2 separate regions of the Zeugodacus cucurbitae genome follow, and region 1 is linked to region 2. A link is a contact called in public Hi-C data. All regions are on one chromosome and are shown on one strand. Each heading gives the region's core, a stretch centred on a gene start, on an enhancer-like site or on the middle of the called end of the contact. The rest is flanking DNA. Distances are from core to core; before and after follow the strand shown. Region 1 holds the start of LOC105221650 (probable cytochrome P450 6a14). Region 2 holds the start of LOC105221652.

Region 1 (5,425 bases), core at 991-3,490, 160 kb before region 2:
ACCAGCATCAACAACACCAACAATGTCAGCCTCGAAATCCAGCGCAGGATCACTCTTGCCAACAGGTGCTACTATGGACTGAGTGGGCAATTGAAAAGTAAAGTCCTCTACAAGACGAGGTGGAGAACGACCTGTTTACACTTGGGATCTCCATACATAAATCCACGTTTCTTCAGATTCTGCTCGCACAGCAAAGTGAAGTAATAACAGATCCACACTATAGCTCCCAAAGTTCATACAACCACCTTGGTGTGGGAGTTTATGCGTATACGACACCAATAAGCCTGGATAAAGAAGTGCAAATAATAATAAAATTAATAAATGCCAACTTTTATCCTAAATTGCTATTCAAGGCTAAAAAGTAGAGGAGAAAATAAGTGCGTAAATAATATCTTCTCATGAACATAGGCGAGAAAGCGCCTGATGATAATATGTTGGTTGGAGCTCGGTTTGATGGCGAAAGGACAAAGGAGAAGGCGAGTGTTGCAGGAGCAACAAAAATTGATTAACTGGCCACACAAGTGAAAAAAAGTAATCAAAAGTGACAAAGAGAACAAGACATAAAGAGAAACAGTGAGTGGCTGAGCAGAAAGCGGCATTAATAACAGTGGACAGCGCGGCGACTGCTCTCCATCATGACGGAATCGTAGGTGAGCGCACCCGGCTTGGGTGGATACCGGCACGCGCAGAAAAGGCCCATGTAACCAGCAAAAGCCTCTCGAAGCGCTGCAACCGGTTAGAAGTGTGTGGAAGAAATGTTGCCAAATGGAATTGACAACATTAGAAACTATTGTTGGGCATAAATCACGGCGCCAAAGCTTATTGTAATCGAGTTTATGATAAATTCCGGATGATGATTTTTTTGTTGAAAAATTGCTCAGCTCCTTAGCGGGAATTAAAGACGGCAGCACATTAGTCTGTGCGACAAGTTGACTGATTTCGTCAGGAAAACTGGCAGCGCAGCTGTCAAAGAGAACAGTTAGTCACAGCGTGCAGTCCATCAAAGTTGACGGTCATTCTATAGAACAATTTTTTATAGCAGATGCATAAGCCGAGTTGTTTTTGGTTGAAAGCTTTTTTGGTGTGCTTGGAAAAAGAAGGCGTCATAAATTCTGCGCGTAAATTTAGTATTCTTACTTGAGGCTGCTTTGTGAGTTGCCGTTATAGTTGTAGTTGTAGTGCGATGTCAGCAATCAAATATATGACAGCCAAGCTCATAAGCAACACACAACGCTTATTTAGCAGCAGCAAGAAAGGATGTTGAGTTGGTGGCAGTGTGGGTGCTACTGAATGTGTTCAATACACCTACTGGTCATGCCTCGTAAATTATTAATACGATTATGTAATGCACACATTCAATTCGCCAGCACCTTTTATGAAGACAATTCATGACCACAGCACATACACACTGCCAGAGGTTTGGCAAATTGTGTCTTTAATTGAATTTCCACACACCCTGCCTATCTCTTCGCACCCACTCACCGTTTTCCTTTGTTTGTGTATAATTTCAATTAAACAATGGATTTTCATATTTATTTGAGCAATTTGCACAAGTCCATCAATAATTCTAATGTGCCCGCAATGGCTTCCAGCAGAACCCCGCTTTGTCTTTTCAGTAATTTAAACTTGGCAAGCGAACAATTACAAGTTCCTAAAAGGTTTTCATGCCTGAGTCATCTAATTTTCGTTTATATACATGTCGTACATAACTGTTTTCATTAGTATATGGTAATAACTATACAAAAGAAAAAGTAAATTAAATCGTTAATCTTGTAAAAGCTCTTTGTTGAGTAAAGTAAAAAAAGGAACATAACAAATATTCTTATTTCACAGACATTCATTCCATATGACGCGAGCTTTTGCAGTTTCGAACGTCGAAAATAATAAATTCTATGGCACTGTACACTTTGCACTTCTAATAATACTCAGAGCGCCGTAGTAGAGGTGAGTTCACACCACTGTGTGTGGAGAGTGTTTCATATTGCTTTAATCGTGCGTTCGTTCAGCGATCAAATTTCTCTTGCAGTAATTACATACTCACTCACTTCTCTCGCATTCTCTTATCTTGTTTTGTTCGCTGTTCAGCAAATCTCCGCTCCGCTTGCCTTGCCGTTACTCGTTATTGTTTGTAAATAAACCTGATCGAATAAACTTTATTCAATTAAGTACACACATTCATATAGAAATATGTTTCTGCGCGAGTATCTCGGTATACATATACGCACCGGGTCTTATCTACGAAAATACGAGAGAGCGAAAGTGTTTATTTATATTCATAAAACGCAGTAGCCTTGCCGGCAAACAGTTCGTTTTGTGTGTTGCGGGAGTCTAAAAGTGTTTGAGTAAACACGGGTAAATTTCATTCACAATCAGTCGGTTGATGTTCGTAAATCATTTAATCGTTTTTCATATAGCGGTGCATACAATTTGTGATATCTAAAAATATACGTATTTAGTCATTCGCATTTCGAAATGTCGTACGCCGTCCTCTCCTTTGCTCTGGTCGTCGTGGCTTTGTTGCTGCTGTACTTGCACAACCATTATAGCTATTGGGCGCGCCGTGGTATTCCCCAGGAGGACCCTATATATGGACTCGGCAACATGAAGGGTATCGGGCGTGAGTTTCACTTTCGGGATATAAACTCGAGACTTTATAAACGCTACAAGCGCGATGGCGCACCAATTGGCGGAATATATATGTTCTTTTTGCGCGGGGCGTTCGTTGTGGATCTGGATTTGATCAAGCATATACTCATCAAGGATTTCTCGAGTTTTCACGATCGCGGCATATTCAATAATGTACGTGATGAACCGCTCACGGGGCATTTGCTCACACTTGAGGGTGAAGAGTGGCGTTGCATGCGTAATAAGTTGACACCCGTTTTTACCTCGGGAAAAATGAAATTCATGTACCCCACAGTGGTGGCGGTGGCGGAGAATCTCAGCCGTACCTGTGGTCAGTTGGCGCCAGAATTCGAAGTGAAAGAACTCAGCGCACGTTACACCACCGACGTGATCGGCACATGTGCCTTTGGTATAGATTGCAACAGCCTGTCGGATCCAAACGCCGATTTTCGCAGATATGGTCGATCTATTTTCGAGAAGCCACGTCACTCGCAACTCGTACAGGCGCTAATATTATTCAATCCGAAGCTCGCGCGCAAACTGCGCTGCAAGTTGTTCAATGACGAAGTGAGTGAGTTCTTCATTGACGCTGTGCGTAACACCGTCGAGTATCGAATTAAGAACAAGGTGAAGCGAAATGACTTCATGGATATGCTGATCGATATGATGGCCGAGGATCAAGAAGCGGCGGCAAAGCATGAAGGCATAGATGTATCGCAGGGCTTGACTCTGCTGCAGATGGCAGCGCAGGCTTTTGTCTTCTTTATCGCCGGTTTCCACACCTCATCGACTACAATGTCTTTCTGCCTCTACGAACTGGCCATAAATCCTAAGATACAAGATCAACTACGTGAAGAAATTGTATCAGTATTGAATGCTCACAACAACAATGTCACATACGAAGCTTTAAAGGAGATGTCATATTTGGATAAAGTTTTGAACGGTATGTCAATTACACTTTTTATTGAAGAAATAACTTAAATGCATTATTCACCGAACAGAAACTCTACGCAAATACACCGTACTGCCTCATCTTGTGCGCACAGCTACCAGCGATTATCGCGTTCCCAATTCGTCACTGGTCTTGGAGAAGGGCACCACTGTAGTAATTCCTGTGGATGCTATACACCACGATCCCGAAATCTTCCCTGACCCAGATCGATTCGACCCCTCACGCTTCGATACAGAACACGCAGAGAAGCGTCATGGCTGCGCCTTCTTTCCCTTCGGCGACGGACCACGCAACTGCATCGGCCTGCGTTTCGGCAAAATGCAAGCGAAGGTGGGACTCATACACTTGCTACGCGATTACAAGTTCAGCCGTTCCGCACGCACCGAAGTTCCCATTGTGCTGAGCAAGCGCAATTTCGTCATAGAAGCCCAGAATGGCATCTACTTACGCGTGGAACGCGTTTAGGTGCCAATAGGCAGCTATATTGTGTCGGCAATTTTTCAGAAATATATAATTTTTGTTGGAAGGTTTATAAAAATCAGTTGAATATTTTTAATGATATTGCTTTGCAAAGAGAACAAATAACTAGTTTTTAATATTGGTAGCATTTATTTTGTGGTTGATAAAATTTATAAGCGAATATGGCGAAGGTAATAAAAACAATGAATGTATGCATATATTAACAAATATAATTGTCTAATTATACATTATCATTTTCATGCCAAATCGGGTGATTAATATGACACTACACCTCGCAATGGAACGGAATGTGCGATATTTACATATTTGTACTGTCATTGCCAACTGTGTTGCGTTAATTTCAAGCAGTTTTAAATTTACCTGCATCGCTATATTTTCGCCAGCTACTACTTCGAATTTCTAGAATCTAGATTGTCTTGATATGTTCTACAGATAGAGATAGAGAGAGAGCGATATAGAGAGAGAGAGAGCCCGGGGGAGTACTTTTCCAATATTCCAGCGATTTCTTTATGGAGGTTGATTAGTTAAGCGTTTACGCAGTCGGTGAGGTTTCAGAGTGTGTCACTCTCTATAATTTCTCTCTCAGCTTTGCTTCTCTTCAGTGATTTCGTTCGATAAGAAATGTAGCGATACGGTGTACTTAATACCTGGTGTCCGACCGATACCAAATTTTTGGCCGATGCCGATTAATCGGCCAGTTGGTAAAGAATCGGCCGGTGCCGATGCCGAAGGTTTATAAAACCGATGCCGATTCTTTCATCAATAACTTTATTTAGTAAATTAATATAGAAACAAAAGAAAAACAAAGACAAACAACGTTAAAAAATAAGTAAACAACTCAGTTCATATGTAAATATGAAGGTGTTTACTCATCTAATTAATATTCAAAACTAAATAAATTATTATTATAAAGTTATTCACGTTTTTTTCAAAGCGAATCAACAATATAGCTTTTTTCCTTTAAGGGGTTACATGGGTTTCGTGGATTCAAACATTTTTTTTTTGTTTTTTGCTTATTAATTTCTTTAACATCCCAAGAATATTATCCTAAATTTTCAAGTCGATTCGAATAATAGTTTCGAAGATACAGCCTTTGGAAGGTGTGCACTCCAAGTCAGTTATTATCGTTCCTCAAAAGTGTAAACGAGTTTTTTTTCGGAACCATGTTTTCAAAGTCGGTTGTCAAATGTTCTCGAAAACTACTCAACCGATGTTGATGAATTTTGCATAGGTGTTCGAGATACTATTCACTCGTGCTTGAACGATTACAACTAAATAATATAAATAATTGTTTACATAGAAAAAAAATTATTGAAAATAGGCCATTTAATTCCCTAAGGACAAATATTAGTATTAAGGCCAATCTTC
Region 2 (5,558 bases), core at 2,896-5,395:
GCTATTATGTGGGCGTGGCAATTATACTCTGTTGCGAGTGTATAAAAATGTTGCTTATGCATTTGGAATGCATTAGTACACGAAATTGTGAACCACTCACAACCAACCAGAAGTGCAGACATCATTATTTTAGGAATATGCGACTTATGTACCCTTTTCATCGCTTTCTAGCACCAGTATATACCAGTACCCTGAAGGTATGTCTCAAAATAACGGCAAAATGCGTAATTTATCTAAATTAATTAGCCCAAACGGGTTTGTAATTATTATTTGTTAATATTTTTTCCAATAATGCACTCGTTTAAACGTTTATTTTTGTACCTGTTTGCCTTTCGCTCGCGTCTAACTCCGACATGCCGCACCGGTAATAAATACGAGTTTTACTTAACTAGTTTCCATTATTGTTGTGCAGCACAAACAAAATAATTTTGGCCAGTAACAAGTTCGACTAATGATTGCCGTTGTTTTTTCATTTGCTTATAATTTCCTATAATTTGCATTCTTCTTGTTTTTGTAGTCATTTATACTCTATTTGGTGGCAAGTAAGCCAACTATTGTCACTTTAATGAATTTCAGTTCCACTAAATCAGAAAGCTATATCCGCGGCGAATTTATATAGTTCGAGTTTTTTTTATAATCTGCCAAACCTATCAAGCCTTCGCTGTACCAATGGTGGCACATAAACAACAATTCGCCAGTGTTTGTTTCGCTGAGTAACGTTGCTATTTCTTGTTTGCCATTCATTTCGATATTTTGTGTGCAAACATACTCTCGTCCGACACACGGTGCCCTCTCCATTGGGCGGACGGCTGAAGTAGTGCAAACATAACTTATGCTCCGCTTTTCTATTACCGCGCCAAAAAAAAAAAGAAAAGTAACAACAACAACAGGAAAGTGAGCATAGCCGCGTCTTTGCCAAAGTCATGCCACCGCCGAGTTCGGCCGTATTGGCCATCTTGGCAACGCTGTTATTTCGTTTTGCACATACCTTTGCCGCACACTCTTCGCTTCTGCACCACAGCTGGAGCATAAACAACCTTCCCATCATCAGCAAGCATTTTATGCTTTTCCTGTTAAGGACTTTTGCCACGCCATACTTCTTTCGGCGGCTGGCGACAAACGGCATAATGGCTGGCATAACTGTTGTATAACGGCATACGGCAAGCGAGCGCTCGTACGCTCTGTTGGCCAACTTTGTTTTTATTATTATTGCATTACCTCACATTACTTCGCATTTGCGGCCACTGTTGCCACATGCCACACTTGTGTATATGTTACAATTCTTTAACGGTACAAGTACTGCTATTTCATACACAATATTTCTTCAAATGTTTCGGTTTTTCGTTTCATGTTTATTTTTTTTTTTTGTATTTTCGTTTTAGTTGTTGTAGTTGTTCCGCCTTTTATACGCTACGCTATTTTCAATTACCCTTTATATAATCAGCCTGTTGTGATTGCTGTTGCTGTTGTTGTTGTTTGGCTAATATTTCGCCGTGTTTGGCAACTTGTATTCGTTTTAGTGGTCAACATGGCGCATTTCAATTGAATTTCGAGTTTTACTAGCGAGCTTTTGTGTGTTTTGAGTGGTGCAATTGTTGTTGTTGTTGTTGCTGTGGAAAAGCTGAAATGATGGTTATGGCAACTCGTTAGTAGCACAAATGAACTTAAGGCTTCTTTAACTGGCAACAACTACAATTGAAACAACATTGACGATGTTTTGCACACATTCAAGAAGGCGGTCAACTTTCGGGTAAATACCAAGAAGGGCTCATGAAACAGCGGTTTAAACTAGTTTAAACTAGTTTTAACAGACATTTGCTGTAATTTAAGCTAGCTGAAGAGTTTTCAAAAAAATTCTAAATAGTTTGCAGTACCCGCTTTCCTTGCTGTATGGTTCGAAAAGTAGGTCCACAGCGTACGACGAAAAAACGTAAATTAGCGAGCCGTCAACCGATGTATTTTCGTATCTCGGTGGTCTTGTGATCGAGCTAATACGTTGTTCATATTCATTCAATATATTGTTCAATATATCACATACAGGAACCTGAATGGATAATCCGGAATCTTCAAGCTCAGTTTCCACGTAGACCCGTTTGTGGTGGAAAATAATCATCGTCTCTGGGTTTATGAATGAGTCACTGCTCTAGACAATATAGTGTAGTTTTTATTGAGCTGCAGACATTCGAAGTAGCAGTATGTTAGAAGTCGTAGGGCACCGCTATGAGACACCATAACTCTTCGCCGCCTCACTACTCAGCATTTATGACCGTGCTGAAAACAAAACCAAAATCAAATCCGCATAGTCGTTTATGAACCATACATGCTTGCTATTTCCGATTTGCTGGCTTTTGTTGTTGTATAACTTTAGCATGCATTGCGGTAAACGCTGCCAATTTCTTCGCAGTTTCAACTTTATTTGCATAAAATTGTATAAAAATTTCAAATATAACAAGGCAAAGCGTTGGAAAAGTTGCAATACAAATGAGACGCCGCGGTGGTCTGCAGTATTCCCGACCGCTAGCATGCGTGGAATGCAACATTTTGCTGCAAAAAGCCGCATTGGCCGACTTTCGTATTGATGTGCGGACTGAAAGCATAAAAAGCAATCAGGCAATCAACATTCAGCAAATATACATATGTATAAACGATTTACGAGTATGCGAGAATGCACACATTTGCAAGGGAACCCTAGGGAGTCCTAACCAAATGCACGAAACATTGATGTTATGCTTAGCTGACACGCCACGACTTCTCTGCCTTGTCTATCGCTATTCGGATTTGAAGTAACTATTTTTAGCTTTTACTACGAAACCTCATAGCTCCCAGTGAGTACTCTACCTATAATTGATTATCAAGCGCCGCGTATTTTTACCATACCTTCGCTGCCCTTGCATTTTTTTCCACATTTACGACGGCCTTTCATTGCTCGCCCTCTAAGAATTTCGCATTTGTTTACCTTCAAAGTAGAATTCTCCCGTTTAGCGCTCATTGCATGCGCTTTTGCCGCAAATTGGCTTACTGTGCTTACTTTTAAATGGTTTTTATTCGCTTTTTTCGCTTTGCTTTTGTGCACCCCGCTTGCTTTTTGTCGTACTTGCTGTGGCTCCTTGTACTTTTGCATATACATATGTACATATGTACGAGTATAATATATACTATTTGTGTTTGTATGTATGTATAAAGTGTATTATGGTAATGTTCCAAGAAATGCATAAATTCCATGCTTTTATTGCATTTTTAGTGCTCGCTTTTGCGTCGCTCTCCGACTGTTCACTTCATGTTGACTTCCCTCATCGTTGGAGAACGGAAACGCGACCAGACAAATGCTCGTTATCCGCCCTACGATCGTTCGCTGTAAGCACTCGTTTACACACACACAAACATACATACATACAATCGGGGGCATAATAGCAAATTCCTAATAATTTGGTAGCTTCGTTTTTCTTCTCTTAATGCTCTGGGAATTACATTTTCTACTCGTTTACTTAAGTTGTTTGCTTTTACTGTTATTTCCATCTGTGTAACAATTATTTTCGCAAATGTGTGTTTTTTTTTCATAAAGCGCAATTATGACAAATCTCAGATAGTGTAAGATTTTAAGAATTGTGTCCAACGTTAGCATCTATTCTAACTCTAAGATTTATTCGAGTAACATTCAGTTTGTTAAATGGGTGCTGTTGACATGGACCTAGGCAATATTTTTTTATTTCCAAGTAATTCGGATTCCACCGGCAATCAGCTATGGTCCAGAATAGTTAAACGGCCACTAAACACATAGGTGATACATGGCTTTTTCAGATTTAGTAGCATATTCTCCAGATTTTGTATTCGTATGTACCTTTGTGACTTTCAAATGCGGCAATTTTTTAAGCACAAACTTAACACAAATATTTTCTATTCAAATGCTGAGAAATGCACCGAATTTTGTTAGCCCATATTGGAGCTGATAAACAAGCTACCGTACAAGTTTTACCAAATTGTTTTCAGACAGTATAAATGATTAGTTGAACTGGCAATATAATTTGAGAGAACAGGTTTTCATTTTTTTATGAGCGAATGCACTATTAACACGAGAGCGATCACTCGATCTAGCGGCAATTATTGCATTACAACCAGCATTAGACACCGTCTCCAATTTCAGAAGTAAACAAAGCGCTCGTGCATAGGTACCGATCGCGTTGTGGCTGGCAACGGTGTATGAGCGGCGGTGCTTGCTAGTCGCTCAGCTAACGCCGAACAGTGCGGTTTATCTCTAGCGCTAGAAGCGCAACGGTCAAAGCAAAAAAAGCATATATCTATTATCTACTAGTTCAGCCTTTATCGTCTGCTTCGCACAGAGTGAAAATATTTTGACGCCAAACTGATTTGTTATTTGAATCCAACGCACAAATGACTACCAGTTTTGTCATCAATGACACGCCCTATGACGGTAAGTTAGCACAATGGCTGCTTTCTGACTTGCCATATGTGGCAAAGCTTTGATTCTGTTTGGGTCGTTATAGTGGACTTGAGCAGCTTGCCGGTGGACATAACGCTGAACACATTTCTGCGTGAGCATGCCCAGCTGACAGGAACGAAATTCATGTGTCTGGAGGGCGGCTGTGGCGTTTGTATCTGCGTCGTTAGGGGCAAGCATCCGGCGAGCGGCGAAACACGCACTTGGGCCGTCAACTCAGTAAGTGAATTTGAGAGTAATAAGCATACACACACAAATGTATGTATGCAAGAGCTTTTGAGAATGGATTTTCTGTACTCATTCGCAGTGCTTGACTCTACTGAATACCTGCACGGATTGGCAAATCACCACCGTCGAGGGCATCGGCAATAAACGAGATGGCTATCATCCGATTCAAAAGCGCTTGGCGAAGCTGAACGGCACTCAGTGTGGCTTTTGCTCGCCCGCTATGGTGATGAATATGTATGGACTGCTTGAATCTAAGGGCGGTAGAGTCACCATGGAGGAAGTGGAGAACTCGTTCGGTGGCAACATTTGCCGCTGCACCGGTTATCGGCCGATATTGGATGCCATGAAATCCTTTGCCATCGACAGCAATATTGAAGTTCCCGGCTGCTGCGATGACATTGAGGACTTCGAATTTGTCGTTTGTCCCATGGCGGGTGGACAATGTGCGAGGAGCTGTCAAAAGCCCCTAGCTATGCTGGCCTACGAGAATGGCACTTATTGGTATTGGCCTCGATCACTCGCTGATGTTTTCAATGCACTAGGTAAAGTGGGCAACGATCAGTACATGTTGGTGGCAGGAAATACTGCACATGGCGTCTACAGACGACCCCCGGGTATCAAGCACTTTATCGACTTGCATGCGGTGCCGGAATTGAAACAGCATTCCATTGTCGGCGAAAAACTCACATTGGGCGCCAACTTGAGCCTCAACGAAGCTATTGAGATTTTCCAAAAAATGTCTCAGCGTCCGGGCTTCGAGTATTGTCAGCAGTTGTGGCAACATTTCGATTTGATCGCGAACATACCTGTGCGCAATGTAAGGACCTAATTGGATTTGGACATATTAAACTGTTATTAACCAAGAACTGTTTTG

The links. A called contact is a pair of places that touch in the nucleus more often than the background predicts.
Region 1: a contact with region 2 is called in a Hi-C map of whole body, with 6 times the contacts expected there. The contact joins the promoter of LOC105221650 here to the promoter of LOC105221652 in region 2. A contact is called at or near these places in 2 of 2 Hi-C or Micro-C datasets (both in whole body).

The regions. Positions count from the first base shown.
Region 1 is chr2:2,592,596-2,598,020 of idZeuCucr1.2, reverse strand. LOC105221650 (probable cytochrome P450 6a14) reads left to right here and starts at 2,240. Exons shown (of 3, transcript XM_054234130.1): 1 at 2,240-2,352; 2 at 2,415-3,568; 3 at 3,627-4,296. The coding sequence starts at 2,473. The coding sequence ends at 4,042.
Region 2 is chr2:2,438,325-2,443,882 of idZeuCucr1.2, reverse strand. LOC105221652 reads left to right here and starts at 4,145. Exons shown (of 7, transcript XM_011198787.3): 1 at 4,145-4,429; 2 at 4,503-4,675; 3 at 4,764-5,501. The coding sequence starts at 4,390.